2 separate regions of the Mus musculus genome follow, and region 1 is linked to region 2. The links are chromatin contacts, called in public Hi-C maps. All regions are on one chromosome and are shown on one strand. The core of a region is the stretch at or near the end of the contact, and the rest is flanking DNA. Distances in the headings are between cores, read along the strand shown. Region 1 has its middle 33 kb from the start of Ahi1. Region 2 overlaps Pde7b (phosphodiesterase 7B).

The links. A called contact is a pair of places that touch in the nucleus more often than the background predicts.
Region 1: a Hi-C map of bone marrow-derived macrophages shows a contact between it and region 2, with 28 read pairs. The contact joins two enhancer-like sites. A contact is called at or near these places in 5 of 15 datasets of contacts at CTCF or cohesin (the NIH/3T3 cell line, hippocampal excitatory neurons, liver and 1 more), 97 of 484 Hi-C or Micro-C datasets (B cells, the BV-2 cell line, the Ba/F3 cell line and 63 more), 12 of 115 datasets of contacts at active chromatin or transcription factors (the HPC-7 cell line, acute myeloid leukemia, astrocytes and 8 more) and 1 of 9 other capture datasets (embryonic stem cells).

What each region holds. Positions count from the first base shown.
Region 1 is chr10:20,916,731-20,922,356 of GRCm38.p6, forward strand. No RefSeq gene overlaps it. Among named protein-coding and RNA genes, the nearest start is that of Ahi1, 33 kb to the right of the region's middle. Within about 2 kb of position 3,066, at least 3 of the 459 cell types and tissues checked have an H3K27ac peak or open chromatin away from gene starts, as enhancers often do. A contact at or near this core is called in bone marrow-derived macrophages, where this site is marked.
Region 2 is chr10:20,395,324-20,401,191 of GRCm38.p6, forward strand. Pde7b (phosphodiesterase 7B) reads right to left here. Exons shown (of 12, transcript NM_001347366.1): 12 at 1,729-5,309. The coding sequence ends at 5,095. Among named protein-coding and RNA genes, the nearest start is that of Mtfr2, 50 kb to the left of the region's middle. Within about 2 kb of position 3,073, at least 30 of the 459 cell types and tissues checked have an H3K27ac peak or open chromatin away from gene starts, as enhancers often do. A contact at or near this core is called in bone marrow-derived macrophages, where this site is marked.

The DNA.
Region 1 (5,626 bases), core at 1,816-4,315, 520 kb after region 2:
GCTTTCTGAGAAAGTGGGCAACACCAGGCAAGTACATTAAGATCTTATAGATCTGAGATTATTATGCATTTAAATAATGGTTTTTACTTCGCATAGATTTTCTTATGTTAAAAACAGTAATATGCACGGTGTCAACAAGACAATGGGCAAAAGTGCTTGCACCTTACCCACCTGAGTTTGATCCTCAGGACCCATCTGATGAAAAGAGAGACTGAGCCTCTCTCTGCAAGATATCCTATGACCTCCACATGCATGCGATTGACCTATAGCATTCGGACATCCACACAGGGACAGACACACATACAAAATGCATTAATGTTTAAAAAATAAATAAATTAAGATGGTTTTTTTTCATTTTTACTAATTATTGAGATGTGTTTAATTTGGGCAATGAACAAATTCTCAAACAGGGAATTCATGGTGGCAGAATCTCACACTGGGCCACCTAACATGACCCAGCATGTGACCCACCCATCTGTCCATTCCAGACAGTCTATACAACACACATACCAGTCACCTAGTAGTTGTCTGCCACTGTTATCAGGTCAACTGTGCTGGTGTCACAGTTCTATGCAGTGACACCCTTTTATTTAATCATCCCAAGGTGCAAAGCTGTTGGCTGTTCTCTGGTAATACATTGTTAGACTTTCCTATTTTGTTTTATAATTGTTCATCTTTTACTATGCCAGACTTACAAACTTCAGAAAGGAATCTCAGAGGTAGAGGGTCTGCATAGGGTATGCAAAGTCCTAGGCTCGATGTTCCAAAGACCACAAAGAAGAAAGAAAGATTATGCCATGTAATAGTCAGCACTGGCTGGTGTGCTCAGCTGCTATCAGCAGTCCTCGAACATCTGCACCTTGAGCAAAGGAAGAGAGGGGGCTCTTTCATGGTGAAGCTGGTGAGAACTGAACACCCCTCCTGAAATCGCAGAACTTAATGAAACAAAGTCCTCTCTGAATGCTAGAAGAACAGGTAGGAAGCAGGAAGAAGACATAGAAACATCCCAAGTGAAAATCTCAACAGACAGAGACTAGATAAAGCCAGGACCATGAAAGCCAGACTTAGGGCAGTTCAGCAAAAGCGAAAGAGTGCACATGGTAGGGCAGAGCAAAAATCAAAGGCTCTAGCAGACAAAGAGAATAGAGCAATAGTCTGTTATTTAGGGTTCCTAGAGCAGGAAGCCAAACACAGAAGTCAAACGTAATTTTTAATAATTATTGGAATCTACCAATTCAAGGTCACATGATGTTTCAGTAGAAATGAATGGTTATTATCAGAGAAACGAAGTTCCTGTCCTAGTGAAGACCAGCTCCATCATCATCGTCCTCAACATGGTGACTCTGCTTCAACAAACAAAACAATGAGGAGTTGGCATTTGACCCAAGATGTGCATGCCAGAGAATTGAGAAGACACCCAGGAGAAAAGCCCTGTGTGTTTTCTAGCACTGTACACTAGAAGCTACAAGTTTCAATTCTTTTAGCCTTTTAAATAGTAATTATAATTTCAACATGCATTTTAAATTCATTTTGGTGGTGTTAAAAGTGAAAGAGTGGGGCATATAAGGTGTAATTTTGGTGGCAAACATTCAATGATGAATAGTTTAGTATTTTGGTAGTGATGCAGTTAGCATTACAACATACGAACTGCCTCTGGGACAGGCACCAATGTTACTGAGATCTCTTGGCAAGAGCTCTATGGGGGGCAATGTAGTAATAGAGAAATGGTAACTATTTTATTAAACTGGCTCCCTTTTTAAAACTAAAAAGTTGAAAGTAAATCAAATAGCCTTCAAAGGGTGATTAAAGGCATTTTAAATTTTACTTTGTGCATTTTCTATGGTTTGATGCTTATCTACCAGGATTCAGGCTAGAATCTTAGTCCCCAAAATCCTAAGTTACTAGAATTTGAAGATGGAATTATATAAATTTTACTAGAGGAGCCTTTTATTATTAAACTTAAGTCTGCCAGGCAATATAACAACAATTCTGCATATGTTTCCTTATATCAAGAAGTAATATTAAAAGTATATTGAGATTGTGTCTCGTTTGCCTTTAACTTTTTCTTTAAGTGATGTTCTTGAGAAAGTGGAGAATTGTTTAAAGCTGCCCATTCAGAACAATTTAGAAAATGTCACATTCTCAAACTCCTTGTCACCTCCAGGTTCATTTACTGAGATCATTATTCCCTATAGATCAGAGTAGAAATAGGGTCTGGGAGCTGAAACACTGAGGTTGTTAGATTGTCTAGAGTTCATGGGAAAGGGAAAAGTTTGTTCCCAGACAGGTACATGGGGAAATGTTGTGAGGTGAAGGCAGGGATTAGAGTGGTATTTCTACAAGCAATGTCAGTCATCAGTCGACCCACACACCCAGAAGCATAGTGACGCCTGCAGAGTCATTATCTGTCACAGTCCTCTAAAGGAGCTCTGCCTCTAAACATAGACATTCTAGCCATTTCCAACCTTCCAGCTGAACACTGTAACATCAAATCTTTCCTGGATCTATACTTCAGGAATCTGTCCAGTAGATTTGGAACTGTATAGCTTCAATTTTTTCAAAACCTACTTTGATAATGGTCCTTAAACACTTTAACTTCTCTTCTAGCCCACCACCCAACAGAGACAGTGGAAAGGAAAGGTTCATAGGGCAAAGGGTCATGTGGGCCTATTGAGAAATAGTTCTGTTGGGTGGTCCCAACCTTCATTGTCGGGATACCAGCAGTTCAGTTCACATGAATCAGCAGCAGGAGCTCCATCTACTCACAAACACCATTCACAAAGCAGCAATAGCAGTTCAATCCAGAAGAAACCGCAAGGCTCTGCCAATTGGCCTTAGTCCCTGTAGGAGCTTCCGGAAGCTGCTGAATATCATGAGAAATTCATTAATGCATTTCTCTCTATGAAGTCAGTGAAGAAGGTAAGGTGAACCATTGCCACAGCATTGTCAGCAAAGCCCAACCAAGACAGGCAGAGAATGACAAGGTGAACCCTGGATACAGTGTCATCCACTCTCTATTGGGTTATATTTATACACTTCCCAAACATCACGGGTCCTCTAAAGCCTGCACGCTAGCAAAACACCACATGCCCTTTCTCTAGGCAGCTTCCTGAAAAAGACCACGTTCTCAGTAAAACATCCTCCCATGTGTCTACTTCAGCCAAACATCCTCTCATAAGACAGTTTCCAGAAAAACATCACATGACACAACTGAGTCTCCAAAGAAACCAGAAATTTCTACTTCAGGGTTGTCTAACTTTCACAAGTGAAAACTGTGTGAGTGTTTGTGTGTGTGTGTGTGTGTGTGTGTGTGTGTGTGTGTGTGTGTGTGTGTGTGTAGCCTTTCACATACACAAATTTCTCATGACCATATTTAAACTTCATAATCTGCCATTGCAGAACCCCCAAAAGGAAGGCCACATGACCACCTTTTCCAGGGCATGTACTGGCCTATGAAATCCACAATCCAGCCAAATGGAAATAAACTATGGTTTCTTGCATTCATAGTTTTGTGTGTATACTCAGTGCAGCAACACTACAGTATACAAAATAAGCAAGGCAAGATTGTGAAATGCAATCATGGTTTGATTTAAGAAGCATAATATTTATTTCAGAGTTTGATTCTCTCCTTTAAGTCTGTGCCAACCTGCCTCATTAAGACAGTCTCCCTTTAAACTGTGCCACAGATATAAATAATGTCCACCCCTTCAGGTAACAATGGCTCTGCTCCTCTTTGTAAACAAATGTCCATGGGCCTCCCCTGGGTCCACAGAAGCCCTGATTATCTTCCTTGGTTGCTCACATCTTCCTTGCTGTCTATAGGAGACTAGTAGACTAATGTCTCAGTCTGGACATTATTTACATTTTGGATCAGGAAATTCTTTGTCAGGCGTGAAGCTGTACTCTGTATATTGAGACTGTTAGTATCATCCTAAGCCTGCCCCCTGTAAATGCCAGAGATATGCCTTTCACTCCCTCCTCCACAAGCACAACCAAAAATGAAGTCCCCACCATCCACTTCCTCCTCCACAAATGCAATTTAAAACAAAACAAAACAAAACAAAACAAACAAACAAACAAAAACCCTGTCCCCAGAAATTGCTAAATAGCCTTTAGTATGCAAAAGAGTTTCCAGGTCAAGAATCACTGCCTGGGCAGTTTTCACCCTTCCTTGGGCCACAAAAGAATCAAACTCCCATTCTGTGTTGCAAGTGAAAAGCATTCACTGTGCTTCGCTGTGTCTGTTTTCTCACCTGGCTTTCCCCCAGGTGACGGATGGGAAAAACTGCAGCAGGAAATTGAGATTTTAGAAATAAGAGATTACTCACATTGTTCTTTGGTTGAAGGAAAGCTATTCAGTACAGCTGCTATATTAACATGGCCACAAAATCTGTTATGTATTAAAGGAGGGAAACAATTATAAAAGATAAATGGATTTTTGTTTCGTTATTCCACTGGTTATATGTTAAAGAAAATGAACTGAATATGAAAATCCCAAGAACTCCTCAGTAAGACCCAGTGACTCACCCTTCCTGGGCAAATACTAGTCTTCATAATCAAATGGGATGTGGCAACAATTCTTCAAAATGAACACCACTGTAATGCAGTAAGATTCAGGGGCATGGAGCAAGTGGTCAGTTTGGATCCTGGTATGCTGTTGCTGTCATCCATTAGAATGAGTGATCTCAACCTGCGTTAATGGTGACAGCTATAAATGCCTTAGAACACCACAGTATCTATCAATAAGCCCATGTGTGTGAAAAACATCTGTACTTGACCTAATTTAATTTCTGTGTCAAGCTCCGATGCTGGGGAAGGGGACTGTGAAAATCAACCTAGTAAATGTGGGTCTCTTTACTCACAGAGCTGTTGGAGAATTTTACCACATTTTGCCTTGAGATTCTTTTTGCTAAGGAAAGACTGTTGATAACGTGAATAGCAGGAAAGAGGGGAAAAGATGGAGGTCTGCTAATCTCAGTGTGTGTCCCACACCAGGTCTACAGCCTTATACCAGTGCCCCTGACTTCTTCCTGGAGACCTACCCACATCTGCAGAAGAGCCAACAATGATGATCTGAGCTGGGATCAGAGAGCTTGGTTGTCCCTGTGTGTCTCTCTCTATCTCTCTGTCTCCCTCTTTCTCTTTGTCTTACTCTGTCTCTGTTTCTCTCTCTCTCTCTCTTTCTGAAACCCACCATTTACAATGCCACCCCATCCTCTCTCTTCCTTCTTTCTCTCATTCTTTTAAATATGTATAACCTGGAGACAATCTCACCATAAGGTAAAAGCAGCCACCCATGCTATTTTGGCTTTATCTGTACCAAGTGATTCTCCACTGTTCTAATGTTGGAAGGTTTTATCTGAATTTTTCAACAGTTTTTGGAGGATTGTTTTGATTTCTTTTATTTCTATTTGCTGTTGTGCCATGTCTTTCCCTTGAGATACTGGGCAGAAGGAACCAGTGCTGTTTAATTGACAAGAAGAAGGATTAGTTAATAGAAAAAAGTAATTTCTACTTATTTAATGATGAAAATGGTATATGTATGTATGTTCTTACTTTGTAATGAGCCTATATTTCATAATAGCTAATATTCTGAAAACCCAAAGCACCCACCTAGTCCTTCCTT
Region 2 (5,868 bases), core at 1,823-4,322:
CCAGCCTGGCTACTTGTGGATATAATCATGATCAGTGCCTATTAATGGGATCTGTGCTTTGAGCTGCACACAGATTGATGTGACATACGGAAAGGTGCACCTCAGGGTTTACTTCATAGCTTCTCCCTTGAATAATAGACGAGTTTGCATTTGTTAAACATCCCTACATTTTTCACCTTTCTGTCATTATGACAAAAGTATCAGAAAATCAAATTATGGAGACAAAACACACTGCTGATGGTTCTAGAGACTTCAGTTAGATTTGCCTGATATTTTGGAGTCATGGCAAAGCAGTGAGTGTGTCTTGGTGGAAGGACATGACAGAGGAAGCTGATAATTTCATGGCATCCATGAAGCAAAGGAGAACATATAGGCTGGGACCCATTGCATCCTTCAATAGTATATCTCCAGTCATCCAGCATCCTACCTTCTAAAGATTCCACTGTGTCCAATATTTCCATCCTGAGGACTGAGCCTTTAGGGCCATTCCAGACCCAAACGATATCGAGCCCCTTTCTGTTGGAAGCCATGTTCTATCTCTTGTGGATGGTATTTAGTTTTGATCTTACAACCAACTCAGAATGTAGGTGTTATTATCATATTATGCATGAGGAGACAGAGGCTTAGAGAAGTGAAACCTGAAAGTGATGATGAAGCACTTGAATTCTAGTGTCTGGTTTTAAGAGCCACACCTTTAATGCTTTATCACGTCACTTCCCTAGATGGGAGAAATACTGAAGATTAAACCAGCACCCACAAAATTAGAATTTGAAGCACTTTAGTTAATTGAATCAATGACATGTTGTTTGCTTTGATAATGAAGACAGGATAACTTTCAATCCATGTGAGTTTAAGCTTATTCCTCCCCCCAACTATTTCTCTTGTTTAATCAAGAACCAAAAGCTCCATTATGGACTGTTTGTGGCTAAGGAGCTTCTTATTCAGTCATTACTTAAGTATTTAACTGTCTATAGCATTCCCCTGGAAGCAAGAATCTTCCCTCTTTTGAGATGTTAAGAGGAGAACAGGTGGCTTTCTATGAGTTTGAGGCAAGACTGGTCTCCATAGTGAGGCCCTGTTTCAAAAGAAAGAGAAGCACTCCCTGGAAACACCACCCTTCGACATGAGGCAGATTCTACTGGAAGGACCCAGTCCTTTGGGTCCTGATATGCAGCACATCCGGTGTGTGGCCACTACTCCATCAATATTGATTGTGCTTTCGTTGGTCACATAATTTCCTACTTGTCAGCTTCAGTGAGATCTCCATACTTGCCTGGATTGTGTCTGATCTTCATTGTTCTCTCTCTTTGACTTGACCTTGGCTTTATGCTGTAGAACATTCACAACTGAAAAGGAGCTCTGCTTCCACATGGGAAGCATTCAGGAGTCAGTGAGATGGTGAACACCAGTCTTAATAACACGGGGATGGAGAATACAGAATGATAATCTTTACCTTATCCTCATTCGTACGTGTGCCTGAGAAGTCATAAAAAATAGAGGATTCTGGCCAAATGCAGAAGGGGATGGTAGCCTGTTTCTCTCACTTGGTTTGTAGATCAAGACAAATGAAGTCTTTATTCAGAGGGACATTTCTGCAGCCCTGGGAGAAGGAGTCACCCAGACCATGTTTACAACTCTGCTTTTTGAATATTTCCTATTGGGAACATTCCCATTTGGTAGGCTGGTGATGTGTTATATGGGGAAAGTCAGGATATTTTTATACTGTGATATTTTAAAGAAATTATCTTTATTTTTAAATGTTCATCTGGATAGACATGCCAATGAATATTTAGGCCACATTTTTGAGCAAAACTCACAAGGTTTGTTCCCCCCCCCCCCAAACTTACATGTGTACACAAGATGACACAATTTTACAGTCTTAAAAGAAGAAAGCATGAGGAATACAAGCTCATAACCAAGTCAACGCCACTGAGCAGATGTGATTCGACACAAAAGGCCACACATCTCCATGTTTTACAGGAAGGGCTATTTGAAGGCAGGGTTGCAGATGCCCTCCAAGGCCCTTTGTGGGAAGCTGAAAGCAGGAAGAGGAGAAACAACTAGTTTTTACTTAACCTAACCCGGAAGTATGGGTTGTCAGGGTTTCAGGTATCAGGTCTGACTGCGGATTGGATGGCAGCAAAGAAAAGTAGGCTTTGATCATCAGACCTGATAGTGATGTATTCATGTTCACCTCTCTCTCTCTCTCTCTCTCTCTCTCTCTCTCTCTCTCTCTCTGTCTCTCTCTCTCTCTCCCTCTCCCTCTCTCGCTCTCTCTCGCTCTCTCTCTCTCTCTCTCCCTCTCCCCCTCCCCCTCTCTCTCCCTCCCTCCCTCCCTTTCTTCCTCTCTCTCTCTCTTTGTCTCTGAGATCTTTATGTATTATTAAGAAAGTAGCTCTCTGAATTCTTCCTTTCTAAAGTCATCAATTGATGATCCACGACCTAGGTGGGCTAGCAGACTAAGACTAAAAGCGTTAAAACGATATTGACACATGGACCGTGTCTCCAAGACTTATTGGACAACTTGTATTAAATTATTCCAAGAGAGCCATTAGCAGGCAGAAAAGAGTTTTCACAGTTAATTTTTTCTCAACACATGAGGATCTCACAAAATTTCCAGACAGTAGAAGCATGCAGGCACGTCTACCTCCATTCTATTTCTGATTTTTATTATTCTTGTGTTTTAACTATTAGATGTTTGGTAGATGAAAATCTTTCCCTATAAACCTGGAACTACCAAGAATGCCCTATCCTAATTCAATTATAATATAATTGTAGCTTAAGCAAATCTATTTCCTAAACTCCACTGGCTAAAGACAATGTTTTCTTTACTGTTTCTATTTTGTCATCCTGAACAATTGATCTCCTTGTTTTGATCTCATATGCATAAAAACAGATGGCTACAATCCAAAATAAGAGGTTTTGAAGCAGGAATCTTTCTGCTGTATTCTCATGTGAGGCCTTGCTTAAGTTCAGAGCTTCAGAATACCATAGCAATGAAGATGTATGTCAGTCCGTAGCTGCTTCAGAAAACAGAAGTTAGTGCTGTGTTCACAACTTCCCTTCTCACCCATATCAGTGACGTCAGCGCCATCCACCCACTTCGCAAATTCTTCAGACTTTCTTTAGTCCCATCTGACAATCTTGCTTATACTAGTGAAAATATAATCAACTTTCCAATTCCTTCCACAACCTTAACTCTGTAAGCCCCAATCTCTCTGTAGGAACGTGTTCCAAGCCAAGCAAGTTTTTAATGTTTCACTTGCGTTATTAGGAGAAACAGAGAGCCCCACATTAGTTGCACTTAGGAAGTAAGAGCTAGCTGTTGCTGTCAGTTTGAGAAGTGGCTTGATCATGGCAGAAATGCCCCCTCTCCCACTACTTAAGATAAAGAGAAAGAAGCATTGGCAGTTTCCATATAACATTAATTATGCTAGAGCTCACGAAGAAAAGGCTCAATGCATAGTTCAGCTGGGTAAGAATGCGTACACACTGGATTTTACAGCCAAGCATCTGCAGACAGATGACAACAATTCCAAGCTGCGTCTGCTGGCTGCAGCTGTGATGAACCACATTAATCTGCTAGAAAGCTAAAGTCTCTGATAAAACTGAAATAGCTTCTTTACTTAAATAAGATTAAATTCAGCCAAACAGCTGGGCAGTTGTTCACATGAAACTATAGAAAAAAGTAAATAATTCAGTTACTGTCAACGCCAAAGAAACGCACACCAACCGTCCACGGACCAAAGGGACTTTGGTATTGTAGCCATATCAGACAAATGTGTGGCATGGGGGCAGGGAGTTCCCTGATGGTTAGGTGACAGGAAACCTGCTGTGTCTTCCGTGAGGTGGATGTACCCCGTGTTCCACAACAGGAGTCACAAAAACACGAGCTTCTCAGCCAGCTTGTTAAAACTGTGTGCAGCATTGCTGTGCTGGAAAGTGATTTACATCTTGCTCATTAATCTGAGGAAACCAAACTTAGTGCCATAGATTAAAAACTACGTTCCCAATGCATGAGAGGTTTTCGAAAAAAGTTTCCTTCAAGATGGTACTCAGTTTTGGCTTGTGACCTTAGCAGGGAAGCAGAGATGGTCACTAGGGGCAGGCAGTTCAGAAAGACATCTGTCAGGATTTAGGTTGGGCAGTTTTGGAAAGAGGAAAAATGTTTAAAGTTAAGGCCTTTATCTGCGAACAACAGTATATTAATAAACTCTATACCATATTTACAAATGCATTCTCTTGTATTAAAACTAACAGTATTCTGTTCACAGTGCCATTGTTTATACAGGTAGCAATCCCATAATACTCGTGTATTTTGGCATGGGAATCAGTAGCGTTTGGTATTTACAGAAAATGTACACTTGTGAATATAAACAGGTCACTGAATCCGTAAAAGACGGATTGGCTAACGGTGCAAAGGGACGGGCTGTACAGCACCTTCCACCAGATGGGAGGGGACGCGTGGTTTCAGAAATCGCAATGGTGCCACATCTCGGACCCAATGTGGCATAGAGTCAATAGCAAAATAATGAACCCCCTCTTAGGTTTGGGTACGCAGAGTATTACTTGTCCAAAGTTTTAGACCCATTGTCTGGTGCATGAAATATAAAAGTTAAAAAGATTTATTATTTTATAATAATAATTATTATTAAAATAGAAGGTACTTTCTCTCACACTCTCGTTTGTGCTCTGGCACGCAAGACCAGTTTTGCAGTTCCAAGTATGCTGGTGTCATGCAGGTCAGCTGTCCGATGGCAAACGTTAAAATGCTCTGGACTTAGGAGCTACTGCCAGTCAGCGTGACCAAGGGCCAGAGGCGAACACGGCAGAAGCACCCCTTTCTTACTTCCAGGCGTTTCGGTTGGGGCAGCCGCCCCAGAATCAGCTCCAATGACGGGATAGAGCCGCCCATTTCGGCAGCTAATGCTGAGGTGACAATGGCTTTTGTACACTTGGATCAACGAAGGGAGGCGGTAAGTGGCAGGCGGATGGCATCGAAACCCAGCGTGATGGGCTTGTTGCGAGGGCAGTCGGACGGATGGCCGTGCTCCTGTGGACGGACAGATGGCCGTGCATCAGCAGACAGCTACCTTAGGGCGTGGCACCTTCTGTCTGCTCCAGGGTCTCAGGTGCGGGGCCCGCCAGGTCCTGGCCGCTGCCCCTGCGTCTGTGCTGATTGGACAGCAGGCTCTTCCACTGGGCTTTGTTGTGCGCGAGATGGCTTAGCATGTTCTCCGACAGGGTGCTGTTCCCAGTAAACCGGGCCCACTCCCGGAACAGCGGCTCCACGATGTAAGTCATGAAACCTGCAACAGTCAAGGTCACAGGCCAGGTCACCACAAGGGGTCAGAGCCACCTCCTTCACAAGCACTGCTGAGACCCACAGTGCACCCGGCCAGGCATGGGTGGACAAACATGATATGCTCACTACCCTTAGTTTCATGGTTCCTGCTTAAAATCCTTGTACTTCCGCTCCGCTTTTGGGAAAAGGAGCTGAGTACCAACCAGACCCTCAGAATTCTTGTGGTAAATGGCTAACATTAGTTAAATGGTTAAAGCTCCTGGCTGAAGTAATGGGCGTTGAGCCTCCCGTCTCAGCCTCTGGAGTGCTCAGGTTACAGGACTCTACACTCATGCCCAGATAAAGTATCTATTCTCTTAATCATCAAACACTCATTGCCATCCAACCCTGCCTTTCTGTTAATGTACTTTTCACAGTAAACAAAGATAGCTTTCTGTATAGTGTGGAATTATTGGAATTATCGCAAACTTGGATTTATTTATGGTTCATTGTGCTTCCTTGAAATGGAAGCAAAAGCAAAAAAAAAAAAAAAAGGCAGATTTTTTTTTTTGTTATAACATTTT